2 separate regions of the Mus musculus genome follow, and region 2 is linked to region 1. The links are chromatin contacts, called in public Micro-C maps. All regions are on one chromosome and are shown on one strand. The core of a region is the stretch at or near the end of the contact, and the rest is flanking DNA. Distances in the headings are between cores, read along the strand shown. Region 1 overlaps Gm39660 (a long non-coding RNA gene). Region 2 overlaps Gm4319 (predicted gene 4319).

The links. A called contact is a pair of places that touch in the nucleus more often than the background predicts.
Region 2: a Micro-C map of macrophages shows a contact between it and region 1, with 5 times the contacts expected there. The contact joins two enhancer-like sites. A contact is called at or near these places in 10 of 484 Hi-C or Micro-C datasets (the G1E-ER4 cell line, MC3T3-E1-derived osteoblasts, bone marrow-derived macrophages and 6 more) and 3 of 115 datasets of contacts at active chromatin or transcription factors (embryonic stem cells, neural progenitor cells and pancreatic cancer cells).

The regions. Positions count from the first base shown.
Region 1 is chr1:71,730,283-71,736,586 of GRCm38.p6, forward strand. Gm39660 (a long non-coding RNA gene) reads right to left here. Exons shown (of 3, transcript XR_001778956.2): 2 at 5,748-5,816; 3 at 1-50. Gm30160 (a long non-coding RNA gene) reads left to right here. Exons shown (of 4, transcript XR_003947861.1): 2 at 2,597-2,725. Among named protein-coding and RNA genes, the nearest start is that of Gm30160, 5.0 kb to the left of the region's middle. Within about 2 kb of position 1,504, at least 37 of the 459 cell types and tissues checked have an H3K27ac peak or open chromatin away from gene starts, as enhancers often do. A contact at or near this core is called in bone marrow-derived macrophages, erythroblasts, macrophages and 1 more, where this site is marked.
Region 2 is chr1:72,104,985-72,111,660 of GRCm38.p6, forward strand. Gm4319 (predicted gene 4319) reads right to left here. Exons shown (of 3, transcript NR_166632.1): 3 at 2,133-4,033. Among named protein-coding and RNA genes, the nearest start is that of Gm4319, 15 kb to the right of the region's middle. Within about 2 kb of position 1,832, at least 38 of the 459 cell types and tissues checked have an H3K27ac peak or open chromatin away from gene starts, as enhancers often do. A contact at or near this core is called in bone marrow-derived macrophages, erythroblasts, macrophages and 1 more, where this site is marked.

The sequences.
Region 1 (6,304 bases), core at 254-2,753:
ATGTTCTCTGTCAGGCATGGGTTCGCCACATGGGACACAGGGCTCTTCCTCTGCAGAGAGGCAAGAAACATAGATTACGGAAGCCTTCGAGGACAGAAGGAGCTACAGAAGCAGAAAATAGCTAAGAAAAAAAAAATTCCCTAACTCACCCACAAGACAGGAAGGAAGCGTTTTCTGATAAGGAAGAGGCCAATACGTTGGTGGGAAAATACACCAGCAACTTATCCTTATTCCCAAGGGCCAGGGAAATACAGACATTGCATGCAAGAGGGAAATGGTAGTGTGAGATTTATGAGCATGAACCTGAGGTTGCTAGTCATTTGTGTTTGCAGCAACATACTCAGAGCCGTTGTTTACTGCAGGAAGATTTAATAAACCAAAAATTTCTTTTGTTTTCTATATCATTCATAGACAAGATCTTCTTTAAATAGGATACTAGATTGCATGCATGAAGTTAAGCAAAGATGGAGAGGGGAAAATCACACTAAAATAAAATAGTGGGGTGTCAACCCACAGGAACACTAGGAAACTCCCATAGCAGCAAAGATAATTTGCTGTGAGATCATTTGGAGTGAGATGGAGTGACCCAAATCTCTGTGGCTAGGAGTAGAGATTTTGTGCAGGGGCAAAGTTCACCAGAAGACAGTTGCCCAGGACTGAGAGGAAGAAAGATAAGAGGCTGAAGGGACAGAAGAGTTGTGAATATAATTAAGATATCTTTGAGTAGGGCTAAGTTCTGGTTTTGGACTTGACTTAGATAAAATGCAGAGGAGGGAAGGGAGTTCTCTGTTTTTATGCAGAGTTACAAAGTGGGTGGATGGGATGATTTCAAAAGCAAAGGTTTTGAAAGAATATAAGAAAGGAAGTTGCGGGAGCAGAAGGGGAAGTGATTAAAGCATTTCATAAGAATTGCAGAAGACCAGAGATCAAAATACTGCTTTGTGTTCTGGCTGTCACAATCTGACAGAGGTAGGGAGTTAGACGGAAGGATGAAGGGGTGGGAGTCTTGGGCACGTCCTTCTTTCTGGTCTACTGAATCAGCAATCATTTCTTCAGACCAAAGAAGCTGGGGAACCAGCTCGATGGAGGCCTGTGTGAAGAAAGACTTGGTTTCTGATGTTAAAAGTGGATTTTTTGACAAAGTTGAAGGCAAAGAGTGTAACTAGGAAAAGAGAGAAAGCATCAAAAAGTACTCTATCTTTTATTTAAAGCCTGGTATGGAAAGAGAAGATGTAAGTACTTTGGAGTTGTCAAACTTTCCACTCTTGCTCTATTTTGATCCAGTTGTTACCCAAAGAGGTTCTAGATGGGGCTATTATCAATAATGTGATATTAATACAACTTAGGAACTAGGCAGTACAACTCTATGGGAAGTTAGAGTCATGGGTTTAAGGAAAACAAAAATATCTCTATGTCCTGGTAGCACACCTAGTCAACTGCAACAAGAGTCCTGAGTTTTACCATAAACTATCTGTTGTCAAGGACTAAAATCCAAAGGACTTGACTTATCACACCAGTTAATCATTAGCCTCTGTCCTCTGGACTTCCTAGTTCTTTGTGTCCACTCCTCCCACCCCCACCCCATATCATCAACTGGAAGGCTTTCCAGGGGCTTTCTCTTTGACCTGGCTCATCTAGAATTCCACACATATGGTCAAATTAATCAATCAGATTCACCCCAGCTCTAGACCTAATTTACCCATGGGGTGGGACCAGATTGACCCACTCCTGGGAAGCAGAAGTCTGCTACCTGACAATGAGTGTTCCAGGCTCTGCCATATTGCAGGAAGCTGTCACCCTGCTGCTCAATAAAAACCTTGCCTTCTCAGCCTCCTGCCATTCCTCCCCATCCTGAGGCAGTGAACTCAATTCGGAGGCTTAGCATGACAATGCTAATATTCTTTTCCTTCTATTCCTCTTCCTCCTCCTCTTCTCTTCTCTTTTCTTCCTCTTCTCTTAAAAGAGAAAGGACTCACTCGAGTCGTAGCTTAGGCTGACCTGTAACAGTATGTAGCCCGGTCTGTCCTTAAATCCCAGGGAAGCCTGTTCATGCCTCAGTTTCTCCATCCACTGGGATTATTGGCATGCACCACCATGTCGGGCAAAGAGTGAAGACTCTTAAACTGTTGTTCTTTTTTGGTAATCCAGGCAGGATTCCACTTCCCATGTGGAGCAGGAATCTTAAAGGGCTGAATTTAGAGGCCAAAGTCAAAAGGGATGCATTTGGGAATAATGGTGTCAGAGAAATAGTGACTGTTGTGTGTTATCTACACACACACACTCTACCTAGCGAATAACCCCAGTTTGCTTGGATCCAACAACGAGATAGCACAAGCCCTGTTTATAACTCAAGAAAATTAGACTTAACAGCATCAAGTAATTCCTTGCTATATAGCCAGTGGTGAGGAAGCTGGAAACTCTTAGTTCTCCTGCCCAATTCCGAATACATATCTTCCAACCATATGCCTCCCCTTCCCATATTACATTTTGATCATCTTTGAAACCTTGCTTATTATTGAGTAAGTACCTCACCCAAATCAAATGTAAGACAAAATTGTATTTCAGCTTTATTTTTGGCTTCTCTGCTTTTCCATAGTGCCCACGTACCCATGGCCCACTTTGATCTGAAGAAACAATGAAGTTGAATATAAATCGCAGTCTGATCTGTTTCGAGTTCTCCGGTCTATTCTGCCATCCCAGTGCCCTTTCATCAGGTTTGAAGAAGGTGAGGATTCAAGAAAATGACTCTCACTGAGTTCCCCTTCCTTTTAAATTACTCTAAAAATTTATTTGCTCATGTCCTGTGGTCAGTGACAAAGTACCCCTTTCTGCCCATTCCTGGATATGATATCAAAATCGAAGCATCCCATGATAAGCAGACTTTGAAAAATCAGAAGCATGAATATTTTGAAAGTCAATAAAACCTCCAGGCTACTCATGAAAAATAGCTCAGCTTTGCACGTGTGACTCGAGCTGACTTTTAGTCCTTTTCGTGAAAGCGACTTTCTGCTTTCCTGACTTTGATCCCATCGTGTCAGGGTCCCCAGACTTTACTCAGAAGTCACATGACAGCCTTGTCATAAAGCCAGCCATGCCATGCTCCGCATCCATCTGGCAGTTCTGAAAGGTTTTAGGCAATTTCGTGTTTTATTCTCAAGACCGTGGGGATCTGAGAATGGGAGAAGAAAAATCTCTATGATATAGTTTTGCTTTTTTATTTTAATTTTTATTCTTCCTGTGCTGGGGACTGAACACAGGGACTTGTGCTTACTAGGCAAGAATTCTGCAGCTGAGCCACACACATACAGACACACTCACACACACCCACACACAGACCCACTCACACAACAACACACACACATATACATACATACACACACAGACACATTCACACACACCAACACACACATATACACATACTCACAAACACATACACACATGCTCACATACACACAGACACACATATACACACAGGCACACTCACACACACCAACATACACACATAGTCACATACTCATACACACACAGACACACACAGACACAATCACACACACCAACACATACTCACACATATATACACACACCAACATACACAGGCTCACACACATACACACAGGCTCACACACATACACACATACACGCACACATGTGAGAGATACATTGTAAATAATTGATTAAATAATAAAAATGTAAAACCCTAACCTCCTGCTTTCCTTCTCTTTTGAAATGAGAGCGTCCCCAGCCCATCCTTTTCGACCTTGTCCTTCATATTCAGCCAATGATTCTTGCCACCGGGAATGGGAGTCCTGTAGCCTATAAATATTCACCCTCAGCCACCCGTGGCATTAAGAGCACGTCTTGGATAATCCTAGCACTTGGGGAAACTGAGGCAGCTAGAGGACTGCCTGGAGTTCAAGGCCAGCTTGGGCTACAGAGTGAAGTCCTGTCGGCTTTCCATCAGTGTTTACATCACGATTTGATGGATCCTGTGAAATTAAGACAGGGAGAGATGGAAGTCTGTTGGGAATCTATGCTTCATGAAAACAGAGCTAATGAGCTCCAGATAGGAAAACAAAACACTTTAGCACTTTCAATCTGTCTTCCCATCAGTCCCTCTGGCCTGAGGAGATTGCCTTTTGGTGACAGGGCCACCACACCTTTGGTTGAGGCTGCTGGAATTGCAATTTTTTAAAAGGAAAACATCCCACGCCACAGAACTTGATCTCTCTTTGCTCTGACAATGCGTAACTGCTCTGTTTTTTCAAACCCTACTTGAGTGCCTCTTCTGTTAAACTATTCAATCTGTGCGACTAATTGTATAAAACTGACTATGAGCAGTGGGGCTCGGGGAGGCTCCTGGGGGAGGGAAGAAGTCTGAGGCTGTATAATATATATTATAATATATCTTGATGAACTCAAATTCACAGCGCTCTGCTCCCTCTGCCCCTCGCATCCAACCCCTGAACAGTAGCTCTGATGTGAATTTTTAATCTGAATCTAATAATGAGGAAACAAGCAGTTAAATTTAGGTCACATGAGCTTCTACGAGAACATGGACTTAGTTTTTCCATGAGTAGCAAAGTTCTCAACAGACAAAAGAGTAAGGTGACATTTTCTCTAGATGCAAGAATTAAGCACCATGGCAAACACAATGCCTGACCTTCTGAAGGACAGTGTAACCGTGCTTCACTGGTCTGAAACTTAGTTTCAAATACTTTTGCATTGCATACATACATACATACATACATACATACATACACATATACAACCATATGCTACTTAACAATGGGTATATTTTGAGAAACATGCCATTGGGGGAAAAGAATCTCACAGCAGCACAACACTCGTGTTTGTGTTTATGTGTGAGTGAGTGTGTGTGTGTGTGTGTGTGTGTGTGTGTGTGTGTGTAGTGAATTCTATATAGTGAATTCCAGGCCAGCTGGAGCTACAGAGTAAAACAGAATGGAAAATGTTTACATGGCTAAAAAGTCCTTCTCACACAATTTTCCTTCTTCCTCCTCCTCTTCTTCCTCTTCTCCTTTATCCTCTTCCTTCTTGGTTTTACTGAGGCAATATAGCCTGGGGTAGCCTGGCACTCACTACATACTTTCGGGTGACTTTAAACTCCTGACTTGGCCTCCAAAATTCTAGAATTAGAGATTGCTCCTGACTTGGCATCCTGACCCAAGGTGTGCCCGTAAGTCCCTCTACTTTTGCTATTCATACATCTTTCACAGTAATACTACATCAGTTCTAGGTATGGCAATGTAGCAATTAAATATGAAACAAGGTTTCTGTCCAGCCAAGGAAGCTACAAAGAAGATCCTTTCAGTGGGCTCTAGGGTCCTTGGAGAAACTAAAGAAAGCAAGGAAGATAGAGTCGACTAGCAGAGCCCTTAGAAACAGCCCTTCCCCTTTGAACGGAGAACTCAAGTTTACTGAAGGAAAGAACCATGCCTCTAGGGCCAGTGAGCAGCAGTACCCTGGGGCCATAACAAGGGAACCAGGAAGTGAGAGTTAGGAAACTGGCTGGACCTCCAGAGGGAGAGCAAAGGCCAGGAAGGACTTAAAACTTTGACACTAAGCCATGGGGAGACTTAGGAGTGTTACCAACAGAACAGTGTGCGAATTGGATTCTATTTTTCAAAGATTTCCTCAGTTGCCTGTGTGAAGATTAAGCCACAGACAACACTGGCAGAATCAGCAAGAAGCCTTTGAGATACCAAGGGGAGAGGAGCCCAGCTTACCTTAAAGCAGCCACTGAGGAGTGGGGAGAGAGTGGGTGGCCTCAGGATAGCTTGTCATCTAAGGGGATCCTGAGCAAATATTATCAGAATGGTTTAGTTATAGTAAGGTGAAATTTTCTTTTAAATTAAAATTCATAAGATAAATAAAAAAAATTATCTGACTTTGGGAGAGCTAGAGAGGACTTAGTAGTTAAGAGCCCTGACTGCTCCCATACAGAAGTTTACAATGTCTGTAACTCCCATTCCAGGGGCTCTGAACCCTCTTCTGACATGTAGCTATCCTCTCCCTTTGGTCCCCAGTGCCCTGTAGCAAGCTCTTCCTGTTATTTCAACCCAGACTATGTCAGTCAAGGGTCAAGCCTCTGCTGTAGGACCGCCATGACTACCCTTAACTGTGGACTTCATTTCCTCCTTGCCCTTAAGGTGCGAGCCTCTCAATTCCTCAGATACACTAAGCTTGAAACCTACATCGGAGCCACCCCTCCATCAGTGTTTTCCTGAGTCAGCCCAGGCTTTGGTATCACGGCCAGGGCATCACTCCCCTGGGAATGCTCTTT
Region 2 (6,676 bases), core at 582-3,081, 380 kb after region 1:
GCCCTCACCCAAGCCATCGGAGTAATAGAGCTTGAACCACATGACCATCCCAGAAGCCCCAAAGCTGTCACTGTCTATCCACTGTGATTTCAGAGACACATTTTGGAATGGTGTGGGTTTTCCTGAAGTCCTCAGTAAATGCAAACTCAGCTTTCCTCTCTCCTCCATCCAATCCCACCTGGGGCTCAAGAGCTGGTTCTAAATACTCCCCAAGTACAGCCTATACTGTCATCTTGCTCTGCCTCCTATGCCAAATTTCACCTGAACCATTTATTGTTTCTACTGGAGACCCGAGTCTGTTTCATGACCCAACCCCATCTGTTTCTACGACCTAGAAAACGCTTGCTTCTCCAAAGTTCTTCCTCTCCCAGAGCCTCAATCTCCCCCAGTTGTCTCTAACTATTCCCCATGAATTACACCTGCATCTCTAACCACTGAAGGCTTCCATTACTTAGCAGTTGCATCCAAGGCTGCCTTTGCTGCCTGACATCACATGACATACTGCCAAGTCATTTCATTGTCAGATTTCTCAAAATGCTGTTAAATGGGTGATGGAGAGGAAGAGTGAATGAACGAAGGCTTTAACATCTGGCAGGGGAATTTATGAGATCTGACCACCTGGCGGCTCCTGTTAGTGATATATGTTCAATAATAACAGCCGTCAAAACAGGAAATGCATGGAGAGGTTACTGTCCATTAGTCATCTGTCTTGAAGTCCTGTCTGACCTCAGCAACAGTGACACTCATTGTTTTTAAGGCCCCAGGAATTTGCACATGGAGCTGTGAGACCCATGAGCTAAAATAAGTAGGGCAAATTCCTCCAGAAAGCTGTGCCCTGTGGAAACTGGTGAAGCGTTTAAGAGGCAACCTGCCCAAGGTTGAATACAGCTCTATCATTTGTCATCTGTGTGACCATGAGTTACAGAAGGTTTTCATCACCCTGTCTCAGTTAAAAGCAATATCCAATACTCATCAGTGCTGTCTTGGGTTCAAATCAATACTCAAACTTGCAGGACAGCAACAGACTCCACTCCGGGCATTATTAGTTTATTTGGAAGCCTATCAGACATTCTGCCACATAGGAGTCCTTGCCATAGTCAGCACAGATTCAAGTTTAAAGAGTTAAAATTTATACCAGCCAGGAATTTCTTCGGCTTAATAATCCTCGTGCCTTCTACTCTCCACAAAGACCTGGTAGCAGTCCTTGCAACAAATGCATAAGCATAACTTTCAGGTCGTCGTTCCCCCTCCCCCACCCCCACCCCCCATAATAAGGGCATTGCCAGGTCCAAGTGTTAAAAAAAAAAAAGCCAAAAAATGTAGCTTTCTAACACAGATTTCTGTGCTCCTAGTCTAGAAACAGTTCACAATCTGGTGTCAGCCTCACCATAAGCAATGTTGCCTAGCACCCGGGTTGACAATATATTCATGACTGGCTTCCATAGTAACAGTTAAGCAGAGGTCAAATCGTCATGTGTCATGGGAATTTGAATAGGATAACTCTTTTACCTCGAGATAATAATGGTAACTATCTCACACCACCATTCCAAGGTGATGAATTCACTTGTGTCCAGAGTTTAGACCACATAGAGTATAGCAAATAGTCTAAATATCAGATCTTCTTGATGTAGACTTCTGGAATTGCCTCAATTTTCTCCTTCCAGTATAGGATTTGGTTATTTTTTTTTTTAGTTGTTTCAGCTATTTCTAAATATTCCATCAAATTGAACTTCTGCTTGGGTTGACCAGAAGCCCTTTCTACCGGCACTTATGGACTCTTAGTGACCCCAGAGTGGCTAAAGGAGGAACTATCTGAGACGGGTAGTGTGAGTCAAGTCAGTTCTTACCCTTAGTCTCAGCTCTCTACAGTGGCCACGTGAGAGCTTGAAGCTTCCTACTCACCCAAAGGACCAAGGGCCCTGGGGCTCATGTGGCTTCTAGCCCAGGGCCTAAGACATCCATGCTATCAAGGAAGAAGCCACGTTAGTCTAGTAACTTTTCCTGTGATTCTCAATTCAGTTAATTAGTGACATTGGGACAGAATGTACATTTATGTGGAGTGTGGTGGCAAAACCGAAAAGTTGTGAAAGAGCTCACCAGGGGAGCTTGAACTCAGATAAACAAGACCAGGATTCGATTATGTGATTTTTTTTTTTATTTTTTTTTTTTTACCAGAACAAAGACTTCAGTCCAGTGAGGAGCAGAGTACAATGAAACATTTCTCCAAGAAGCCTCCAAATGGCGTATTCATTTCCTCCTGCCATCTGACAGATAGGAATGACCCTATCAGCAGATCTTGTTCCTCTCTGTCTCAATGAGGTAACCGTCCGGTGTGGAAACATGATGACTCGCTTTGCGGCATTTCTCCCTCCTGTCTCCTTTTTATGGCCACAGTGTCTGGCTTTTGCAATTGATCAGTCCCCACCTTGTCCCAGATTCCCCAAATCCCTTCCCTCCAACACCCTGGGTCAGAGCTGGTTTCTGACTAAAATAAGCAGAGCGAAAAACCAAGGTGACTTTCTGGTCCTGGGGTTGGGCGAGCTGACTGAAGCTGTTCATCTTGTTAAAGGGAGCGTTCATACGTACACTATTGACTTAAAGAACTGAAAAGACAGGGTTTTTATTTAAAAATTGGAGGTGAGATGTATACAAGAAGTGTCTGGATACAGGCTGATGATCTCTGACTCCTTCCCTTCTGGGAAGGCAGAGCACAGTCTAGGGCTCTTCCCTCCACACGACTTCCACCATGATATCTGTCTTACTGCAAAACTATTCTCATTCATTTTTTTCAGAAGTCCCTACTTTACCTTTCCTGAATTCAATGTACCCACAAAATAACAGAATCAATAAACTAGTTTTAGTTTTTACTTAACAAACTTACAGATCTCTTACAATGTACCAGGCAGGTTCTGAGTATTTTGCAAATGCTACCTCACTGAATCTTCACAACTGTCCCAATAAGGCAAGACTCCTGTCAACCCCGTCACAGCCTAGGAGGAAACTGAGGCTGAGATTAGAGATGAAATGATCACATATAAGTGGCTCACCGAGAGCTGGAATCTAGGTAGGACAGCTCTACAATTTAAGTTTAACCAGAGTCAAGCTATATCAGTCATTGTGCCATTAGACCCTATCACCTTCTAAGTTAGACTAAGACAGAGCCAAAACTGTTGCATCTTCTTGTGTTGGTCACCATCTAAGATCACCTCATTCCCCACCTACTACAATAAAACAGAGGAGAAAGAGCTTCCATCTTAGAAGACAACTGCAATTTCTGTCCCTCTGTTTTTACCATGTTGTGGCTTTGGTCAGGCTCATTGGCTGGCCTGTGATGCCTCAGTTTCTCCACATATTCGCTACAGACATTGATCCCTTCTTCCACAGGTTATCGGAGAGGCTGAAGAGATCATAGCGCTACAAGTGCTTTGGGAATTGTTTCTGCCACTAGTGAACCTTGCCCCTCTGATGATGAATACGTGCTGTAATTAAGAAAGCAGTGTCCCCATTTCTTCATTACAGGCAGCCCTTACCAGTTGGGGAAAAAAAAAATCTCTCAAATAAAAGAAGTAAGTCCTTATGTTTCTTTGTGCTAGAGGCTGTTGCTGCTGCCAGCAATCCAAAATAAATCACTTCATGAGGTAAGGTCTGTTTATATTATTCCACTACCTGATGACTTCCTGTGTATGACATTCAAATGGAAGCATCTCAGCCAAAGGCCCATAAAGTCATTTCCCCAACGCTTTACACTTAGCCGGCTAAACATCTGCTTGTTTTGGCCACCTGAGTTGGTGAGTTTCACTTTGCACCACAGTGCGGTGCAGGTATCAAGAGAGGACCCAGACACTTTCTTTCCTCCGTGTCTCAAAAGAGGCCTTGATTTATAGCTCCACGGCCACTATTAGAACTAGCAGCGAAGAAACCACAACAGCTGGGCTTCATTACACTCAGTCAATGGCCATAACATTTTTTAAGGTAGCAGGCTGGGCCCAAGGTTGCATTCTCAAATTTTCAGCCGGTTTAAAGCTGCAACCATCTGAAAGACAGATACGAAAACCAGTCAGACCCCTGTGAACATCCAGTGACTCAACCAACTGTGAATCAAAAGTATTGGGGTGGGGAAAACTGCATTGCACTGAACGAGTATGGACACCTTCCTTATCATTGTTCTCCAAACAGCTCAGTATAATAACTATTTGCATAGCATATACATTGTACTAAGAATTATAAATAAAGCGGAGATGATTTAAATGACACAGGAAGGGGATGAGAGACGGCTCAGCCAGTGAGAATGAGTGTTTCCCTTGCAGATGACCTGAGTTTGGTTCCTAGCACCCACACTAGGTGGCTCACAACTGCCTGTTAACTCTGGCTCCAGGAATTCCGGCACCTTCTTTCAGCCTCTGTAGGTACCCACACACACATGTATAAATACAAATAAATAAATACATAACTTAGTTTTTAATCTAAACTATAGTAAAGGATATGTGTAGGATATAGACAGATACATGACCATTTTGTGAGGGACCTACCAGTCACATGTGTTGGGTCCATGTTGGTCCTCCATCCTTCAAAAACAGTAAAGGATGGTTTTAAACTTTGATGAGAGATCTTGGTGTTTTTCTTTTCCAGGGGAGGCCCCTACAACTTGAAAACTTTATCAAGTTCTCACCCTGGGAATAACATGTATATAGCCTAAACCTATAAACATGGCAATGGTTTGATCTCATGTCCTTTTTGCCCCTCTTTACTACCCATATGAAATATGAAGAAGGAATACAACAAGCCTTGTGAGTTGTTTTGACAGTCATTGTAGGAGCAATATTCAACGGTTATGAAAACCCTTCCCTCATCGATATATTTCAGAACTCTCTCTCTTGTAAACCCAACAATTCTTCAATATCAAGTGACTTGAGTCTCTTGAAAAACACATCTAATGAAAGATAGCCAAGAAAGAAAGAGAGACTATTGATATCATGAGGGAATAGGCTGGATAAGTTAAGGAGAACAGCATCTCTCTCTGAGGAAAAGCGTCTTCTAATGCTTATATATCTACACACGGCTTCACTCTATACCTCCTGACATGAAATGAGAGCAACTCTCTTTTGAGATAATACAAGGTGGATTATGGAGGCCAAACCTTAAGGAAAGAATTTAAAACATGTTGCAGCTACCCAAAATAGTCCAAGATTCCACCCGCTGCCCTTCACAGCTTCCACACATAATCACAAGGGCTTCCATGGCTTAGAAACATCTCAAAAGCAAACCAAGCATGCATGCAGGGTTATATTCTTCCCAGAAAGAGGATCTACACGTGGGATGCTGTCCATCCAACACACCTCAGTGTTTATAGTTGGGCCAGGCCAGTAGTTTTCCTAAGACATCTCCAGCACCTATCCAATAAGAATTGACCACATTTGTATATATATAGATATGTATATGGTCCTGGTTGGCTTCAAGTAACCATAGTCTAGCTTCTTGGGAGTTTCTACTCAAACATTGCTTTCCTCCAAGACATGCCTTATTTGAAAGGCTGCTTGCAAGTGTTGCCTCTTCGTCCCCGCACATCTCCCAGCATCACCCACACTCAATGCTGTGTCCTAGGTTCCTAAGCTTCTGGGACTCAGCATCTGCTTGTACCTTGACCATTCTGCCTCTGGATTCAAACTCACTGCTGTTTGCTAGAAGTAACTGTTTGAGCCCTCTGTGGGATACTTTCCCATGCACAACTCACATCTGATCCACAAAAATTGTTAACATAGCCAGAATACCCCCGTTTTACAAATGGAGAGAGCCCGGACCTGTGAACATGATGGTGGTTGATGTGGGGTCAGCCCTGGGTCTTCTCTGCGGTCTGTTCTCTGTCTATTACATGGGCTCCCCTGACTCCTCCTCCCTCCCTCTGAGCATCTGCTTGCTCACTTCTTTGTCAGCAGCATCACCACCCCCCTTCCCCAGACTGCCCTGGGAACCCAGGCTCTTCAAACTCCACTACGAACATCTCTCCTTGCATTGTGTATTTTCTCCTTTGTGTTGGTCTCTGCTCCTTTCCTGTCATAAATTCCTGAAAAAGAAACTACACTTTTCCTGTTATTCTGTTGCAATCTGCACCTTGCTCCGGTGAATCTGATGAGCAAAAAAGACAGCTTCAGTCACGCAATTTATTCCTGTTTTTATGGTGTTCTGCTTATATCTGATCCTCGGGCAAACATGCTGGTGTCTGTGAGATGGAGGTGGGTCATGAATCCTGAAATACCTTTCAGCTACAAATATTTCAAGGCAACTTCCTAACCCATTGCTTCTAGGGTTTTTGTTGGTTGTTGTTGTTGTTGTTGTTGTTTGATTCTCCTCTAATTAATACACAATTTGAGGTACCTAAATGAAAACTAAATCCTCTTATTCTTAGCATTGGAAGTGGGACATGGTTTTAAAAATTAGCTTTTAGGCAGTTATGACCAAAATGCCTGACAGCTTCTATAGTTTAAGGAGGAAGGATTTATTTTGGATCCTGGTTTCTGGAGATTCAATCCATGGTTAGTTGGTTCCATGTATTTGTGCAGAACAAGTAGATTGTGGGAATGTGCAGTGGAGGTGCATCTTTGACTTATGGCAGACAGAAGACAGAGAGACATAGGTCCTAGGATCAGTGATTAGCTTAAAAGGCATATGTCCTGTGACC